Regions from separate parts of the Mus musculus genome. Here region 1 is linked to region 2. A link is a contact called in public HiChIP or PLAC-seq data. All regions are on one chromosome and are shown on one strand. Each heading gives the region's core, a stretch centred on a gene start, on an enhancer-like site or on the middle of the called end of the contact. The rest is flanking DNA. Distances are from core to core; before and after follow the strand shown. Region 1 overlaps Gm27021 (predicted gene, 27021). Region 2 holds the start of A330074K22Rik (RIKEN cDNA A330074K22 gene).

Region 1 (3,578 bases), core at 871-3,370, 390 kb before region 2:
TCCAGACACAAGCAGGGTCAAGAGGCAGGCCAGCCATTCCCTGCATTCCCCCTTTTAAAAGAATACCCTTGGCCAGGCGTGGCGGCACAGGCCCTTAATGCCAGCACTCAGAGGCAGAGGCCCATTGGCTGTGCAGGACTAGTTTGAGATCAGCGGGAAACGCACAGAGAAACGAGAGTGCTCTCTCTGTATTCCGTGGCAGCTTGGTGCAAAAGCTGCGTGTACGCAGTGTGTCTTGGGCCTTTGTCTGTCCTTAAAAGCTTGAGAGCTTTGTCAAGTGACTCCTGGCAATTGAACCTGGTGCTTCCCACCCCCGTACGCCACATGGTAGACAGAAGGTACTGATAGACATGTCTCTTTCTCATTTGGCCAGTTTGATGGTGGAAAATGCCTTCTTGGGGGGGAACTCTGCTTTTCTTTTCTTTCTTTTTTTTTCTCTCCTTTTTTTTCTTTCTTTTTGATGAGCGTTGGGTCCAGGCAGGCCTCCAACTCGCAGTCCTCTGCCTCAGCTTCTTGAGTGCTCTGAGTCTTGCTTCCTTCTCAGAGAGAACGGGAACTTCCTCACAACACACAGCAAGTGGCAGTGGCAGGTACCCTGGAGGCAATGGGGGCCCCTGGGGTATGTTGGGGGAAGGGTGCTGTAACCCCTTATGTGGCTCCAACCTTCATAGAGTGTAATGGGCTGTGGAAACCAACAACTATCAAGGTACCTGCTCCAGGCCACGAACACATTCTGGGCCATTACCAAGAGCAATAGCATATGAATGTGCACACACCGACACACACCGACACACACACACACACACACACACACATACAAATACGTACACACGCATGCACACATGCACAATCAATTTTCTTTTCTTTTCTTTCTTTCTTTCTTTTTTTTTTTTTTCAAGACAGGGTTTCTCTGTGTAGCTATCCTGGAACTCACCCTGTAGACCAGGCTGGCCTTGAACTCAGAAATCTGCCTGCCTCTGCCTCCCAAGTGCTGGGATTAAAGGCATGCGCCACTACTGCTCAGTGATCAATTTTCTTGAAGCATAATTTACTGTATAGTCCAGGCTAGCCTAAATTAGCCTAAGATAGCCTAAAATTCAATAGCCAGCCTCTAACCTCAACCTCCCAAATGCTGGAATTGTACAGATTACACCTGTGATTCTCAACCGAGGTTGGTGTGTGTGTGTGTGTGTGTGTGTGTGTGTGTGTGTGTGAATACATGTGTCCCACAATAAGAAAGTGCCAGATGTCAGAGAAACACAAGCCCCACAGGATGCTGTGATGCACACACTGTCAGCAGGCAGGAGGCTAAGGCAGGAGGATCAGAGTTCAAGGCCCACACAGTAGAACAAACAAAGCCTTATCTCAAGAAATAAACAAATGAAATGAGACAGGACCATCCTCCTGCCTCACGTCGAGTGCACACTGTTGACTCAGAGATGTCAGACATGAGCCCTGAGTCCAGCTTTGCCTGTTTCCTGTGACTAAGCTCTTACGGTCGGTCACCCTCCTATGTCCAGTTTAGGGTTGAGAGGCCAGGAGAAAGGATCAGAGCTGCTCAGTGATGAAGCCGGGGCTGGACCCTGTGAGCGCTCTCACACAGCTGAGACCCCAGCAGCCTTCCCTGAGAGTCCTGCAGGGCGGCAGGAACTGGTTGCTGGACGTACAGGGGTGCAGGCAGGAGGTCAGCCCTCAGCCTGAACTCTCTCAGTCTCTTCACAGGCTCCTCCCAGTGCGAGCTCCAGCCGCAGGCCCCTGACGCAAGCAGGAGCTTTCCCCTTAATTGAAAAGAGATTTTAAACCATCTCTGTTGGGCCCAGGCCACTATAAAGAGGTAAAAACGGCCAGAGCCATCACCACATCTGTAGGGACATAGGCTTTCGCGACGGTTGGTGTTATAAACAGAAAGTGAAGGAAAATGAACAGCGGCTAGATGTCCTGAGAGAGTCTTAGCATTTTGTCTGCTCAGCCCCTGGTTCCTACCCCAGGGCCTTTGCTAAGGCAGTGGCTGCCCCAGAACCCTTCTCTGTCCCTTCTGCTGCTTTGATTGGCCCCCTCAAGCCACCCATAGTCTGTTGTTTGCCCTTGTTCCTCTTGTGACCAAGCCAGACTCATGACTGTGTCTCCAGGAGCCAACATCAGACCCATGTGACCACACTGTATCTCGGTGTGGTGGCTCTCCTAGCAAAGTGTTCAAATGGGGTCTGTCTTGTCCCCACACAGACCCTGTAATCTTTGTGGTTCCTTTGCTGGGAAGAGTGATCTCAGAGCCCCCTAAAGAGACGGCAGTTGTTGTTGTTGTTGTTGTTATTTTGTTTTGTTTTTCTCTTTTGTGTAAAGGGAGCGCGCCCAGGACAGAAGCTCGCTGCTTTTATTCTGATGCAGGCAGGGCCTGACATGATTACCCAACTGGTACAAAGAGGAAGCATGTGACAGGGCTTGGGGAACATCCAGGGTTGGAAAAAACAGGCAGGAGGTCGGGGAGGTTTGTGGAATATTGACTAGCTCCCTCTGATAGAGAAACATGTCTCACTCTGTTTCTGTTGCTGGAACCTGGAGCAGGAGGCAGGGCAGGCACAGGGACCAGGCAGAGCAGCACCTGTGGAGTCATTTTGATCTCAGTTTCCCATGCCCAGCGCCTGGTGCACTGCCTGGTACCCAATGGATGCACAATGAATGCCTGTTGTCCGAGTCTGAGCTCCTCCAGGGCCAGGGCTGGGGTTGTTTATTCCTTTACCCAGAAGTGGGTCACAGAAGCCTGATACAACAAGTAGGCAGCCCTGGCCAAGATGGGCTTCGTTCCCAAGTCCAGGGCCATCTAACAAGAGAGAAGGTAGCTCATGCTGAGCCTGAGCCCCGCCCCCCCCACCCCCCTGAGTGCAGGTGTTCACCACCACACCCTTTTTTTTTTTTTTTTTTTTTGGTTTTTCGAGACAGGGTTTCTCTGTATAGCCCTGGCTATCCTGGAACTCACTTTGTAGACCAGGCTGGCCTCGAACTCAGAAATCTGCCTGCCTCTGCCTCCTGAGTGCTGGGATTAAAGGTGTGAGCCACCACGCCTGGCTTTTTTTTTTTTTTTTTTTTTTTAATGTGGTGCTGGGTATGGAACCCAAGATTTTGTGTATGCTGGGCAAGCTCTATCTTCTAAGCTAACCTGCCAGCTAGCACCCACCCCAGCTGTATGCAGAGATCGTGGAGCCCCTGACGGGCACGTGGGTGCTCTTCATACCAGGTGCCTCTTATTGGTTGGATTGTTAAGGAAATGCTAAAATTGAGCCAGCTGGTATTCCTGGGAGGTGCATTAAAAGATACTCAGCAGAGTGACCTGAGATGATAGAATTAATGACAGGCAGTGTAGCCCAGTGGTTTCCCAACCTCCCTAAAGCTGCAACTCTTTTAATATGTCGTGGTGAACACCCCCCCCCCCACACACACACACATACAACCATAAACCAAGCGGCAACCATTTTGTTGCTACTTCATAGCTATGATTTTGTTACTGCTATGAATTGTAATGTAAAAATATCTATGTTTTCCAACGGTCTTAGGCGAACCCCTGTGTTTATGGGGGTTGCACA
Region 2 (3,569 bases), core at 599-3,098:
ACAGGGCCCAGACGTCCTCCAAGACGCTGAAGCACTTGGGGCAGCTGCGAACCTCGCAGCGCTTGTTGGGGGGCCGAGCGTTGGGTGGGCAGGGCAGGAGGCTAAGGAAGGGGAAGTGCATGGAGCCCCCAGAGTTGCCGTTGACAAGGCGGGAGGGCACAGCCCGGGCATCCCGTGTACAGTCCTCCCCACAGAGGTAGCAGGCTTCCCGCAGTAGCCCCGCGGTGGGGGCGGGAACCTCTTCCCTAGGGAGTCTCCGGGCCTTGGAGGCCATGCCGGGGGCGTGGCTGTTCAGGGGCACCACGTAGAGCCGCTGCAAGACCGGCACGTTGGCTAGCTCAAAGCTCTGCCACTGGTGTGTGAGGGACGAGAAGCAGCAGGGACACACGAGGGTGCTGCCCGCCTCAGTGATGGGCTGGGCGCCGGGCGGGGGGCTATGTAGCCACAGGAAGGGGAAGAAGGGCGCCTGGGCGGGAGTCTCCTGCTTCTGCACGTGGATCTGCTGCTGCGAGGCCGGTGACAGCGCCGAGCCACAGACGTAGCAACAGCGGGCCTGGCTGTCCGCGGGTATCCGGGGAGGCCGCTCCAGCCCTTCGTCCCCGAGGCTCCCGGCGACGTCGTTGCCCTCGGGGGTGCTACTGCGCTCTGGGGGCGCCGCGGGCCGGCTGGAGGCGGCGCCGTCCGTGCCGTCGGGCGCAGCGGGGCCGGGCCAGGGTTCCTGGATGCCCCTCAGCACGCTGGCTCGCGGCTCCGGAGCCCAGTGCGCCCCTGGCCCCGTGCGCCGGCGCCGGGCTCCGGACTTGCTGGAGTCGTGCGCATCCTCGGGCTCAGGCTCCGGCTCCGGCTCGGGCTCGGGCTCGGGCTCGGGCTCCGGTTCGGGCAGCGCGTCGGCGTCCGACAGCTCCGACAGCTCCGAGTCGCGCGCGTCCTCGGTGTTCCACTCGCGGGCCCCGCGCCGGCCAGCCGCGCTCGCGTCGCACTGATGCGGCCTCTTGAGCCAGTACACGCGCTTGTCCACGGGCGTGCGCGCGCGCTCGAAGGCGGCCCACTGCTCGGCCAGGAAGCAGCGGCACACGGCGCACACCAGCACGCAGCCATCGGTCGCGCTCAGCCCGCGCGCGCCGGGCGCCGGCTCCTGCTGCTGCAGGAACGGGAAGAAGGGCTGCGCGGGGCCCGCCGGCCTCACCGGCAGCTTCAGCTCCTTGCCGCGCGCGATGCCGCCGCCGCAGATGAAGCACGACAGGGCCGCGCCCGCCGCTGCCATGAGCCGCTGCTTACGGGAGAGCGGCGCCGCCCGGCCGCTCATGGCCCGGCCGCCGCGTCCGCCTCCGCGCGCCCCGCGGCTGCCGCTGCTCGGGCCGCGCGCACCGAGGCCCCGCGCCCAACTCGCAAAGTTTGGCGCGCGGCGGCGCGCACGCGGCCCGGGGCGCACCGAGGGTCTCCGCGGCGGTGCCCGGGGCTGCCGAGTCCCGGCGGGTGGCGGCGCGGGCCCAGGCGGCGCCGGAGAGCGCGCCCGGAACGCGGCGGTGGCGACGGTGGCGACGGGCCCCGGGCGGCTGCGGCGGCCGCATGTGCGAGCTCCGGCGCCGGCCCGAGCGTCGGGTCATTTAATTGGGGAGGAGGGAGGCGGGGCGGCGCGGGGCGGAGGGCGCGGGAGGGAGGCGGAGGCGGAGAAGCCTTCCCTCGCGCCGCCCTGCTGCCCGCCTCTTCCCAGGCTCCTCCTCCCCTGACTCGGACTCCTCCTTCTCCTAATCCTCCTCTCCCTCCTCTCCTCCCCTACCTCCTCCTCCTCCTTCTAATCCTCCTCCTCTTCTTACCTCTCTCCGCCCCTCCTCCTCTGACTCATCCTCTCCTCTCGATTCCTCCTCCCCTGACCTCTTCTCTTCCCCAACCCCCTCCTCCACCCCCTCCTCCTCTCTCCCCACCCTCTCCTACCCCCTCACCCCCCTGTGTCCCAAACTATGGCACAATAGGCCCCAGCTCCTCTGTCTATTCTGTGTCCAGCAGGAGCCCGCGGTGATTCATTGCTCCAATTAGGGGCTCTGCAGCCCGTGGCTCGGGCTGTCTGAAGGGTCTCCTTTGGGACCCACGAAACCCATCAGCCGCTGCCGCTGATCTTTAAGAAAAGGTCAAGCCGGACGCGCTAGTGCCAGGTGAGGACGATGGGTGTCTAGGGAGGCTTGGGAAGGGTAACCCCCCTCCAAGATCTGGGGAGGTCCTGGCCCTTCAGCAGCCCAGGGTTGGGGGTCACCTTTCTAAGCCCAGTGCCCTAGTTTTGAAGACAGAGGAAAGAGGAGTTGTCTCCTGCATCACCCTGGAGACAAAGTCCTCCCAGCCTATCTCCCCTCTCCCCCTCCCTCTGACTGGACAGGGCCCACCAGATCACCCTAGGGGTAGAGGTAAGAAGGGTACTGTGTGTCCTGGGACTAAGGACTCAACCTCTCTGTGCCCTTTTCCTTCTTGTTAAAGTGTTCCTGCTGAGACCACAGATATCCAGGACTTAGTGTATTGTATGCAGATACATTGTAGTTATTTAATGCAGAGACAAACCCTTTGCAGGCCAAGTTCAGAGCTGTTACATGCCTCTTAGTTACTTCCCCACAAGAAGCAAGTGTGGGATGCCCCTCATTTTATGACTCAAGAGGCCAGGCAGGATTCAGACCCAGGCAGCAGGGTTCTGCTAGGAGTATGTGGCCTCCCCAGGCAGACATCTGGCCCCTGTCACCCAGAAGCTGCTGGAGACTGTCCTTGGCGCCTCCTAGGCACACAGGCACACACATGTATGACACACACACACACAGATGGTGCCCTTTGGCTCAGGCTGGGTCACTAAGCAATCGTCTCCCATCTGTAAAAGGAGCCCTCAAAGCTTCAAAACTGTGAGCAGTTACTTTCCAGAAGCTTCCAGCTGTCTACCCTGCCAGCTGGAGATGGTGCCTGAACCCCAAAGGCAGGAGCCCCACCACCACCACTGCCACCACTTGGTGAGCTGACATGTAAATAAGGCTGCTCCCCCCCCCCTCCAAATGAGCAGGAGGAAGGGCCTCTTGGGAATCCCTAACATTCCAGAGCTCCAGAATCAACTGGGGTGGGGTGTCAACATGGCAGAGGATGGGACTCTGTCCCTTCCCTGGCCCAAAAAAGTGCTGGCTCAGCAAATTGTCTCGCAGACCAGGGCGGGGAGGCATCCCCTGGCTGCTGGCGTGGTTCATACCTTGTTAGAGGAGAGGCTGATGAAAGGACCCTGTCTGTTCTTACTCAGGAAGGGCCTGGGTGTCTCACTCCATAGGAAGGAGCCTGGGAAAGCTGTTCCTACCTAAGCTCACCCAGGTCTCCCTCAGCCTGGCCCAGCTGCCCATCTTCAGAGCCCTTAAGTCTCTCTCAGCCTTAGGATCTCAGCTGGGGCTGCCGTTTTCCCTCCATGTCTGTTCATCGTCCATTTTCTTTCTTATTTCCTTTGCCCTCTTCTGCCTCCTGCACCCTTTTGTCTCCCAAGAGCCAATCCTCCTAAGTCCATCCTGCACACAGCATAGCCAAGACTGGCTTCATACCTAAGTCCAAAGCCCTAA

Evidence for each region. HiChIP or PLAC-seq counts read pairs in DNA pulled down with a chosen protein or histone mark.
Region 1: a contact with region 2 is called in an H3K4me3 HiChIP or PLAC-seq map of forebrain, with 5 times the contacts expected there. The contact joins the enhancer-like site here to the promoter of A330074K22Rik in region 2. A contact is called at or near these places in 9 of 115 datasets of contacts at active chromatin or transcription factors (craniofacial prominence, embryonic basal ganglia, embryonic forebrain and 6 more) and 2 of 9 other capture datasets (adipose tissue and embryonic stem cells).

Annotation. Positions count from the first base shown.
Region 1 is chr8:120,618,518-120,622,095 of GRCm38.p6, reverse strand. All of the region lies in intron 2 of Gm27021 (predicted gene, 27021), which reads left to right. The region is part of intron 2 of 1190005I06Rik (RIKEN cDNA 1190005I06 gene); the gene reads left to right. Among named protein-coding and RNA genes, the nearest start is that of Gm33075, 8.4 kb to the left of the region's middle. Within about 2 kb of position 2,120, at least 107 of the 459 cell types and tissues checked have an H3K27ac peak or open chromatin away from gene starts, as enhancers often do. A contact at or near this core is called in adipose tissue, embryonic forebrain, forebrain and 2 more, where this site is marked.
Region 2 is chr8:120,226,509-120,230,077 of GRCm38.p6, reverse strand. A330074K22Rik (RIKEN cDNA A330074K22 gene) reads left to right here and starts at 1,848. Exons shown (of 3, transcript NR_110496.1): 1 at 1,848-2,153. It also overlaps a transcript of Gse1 not described here.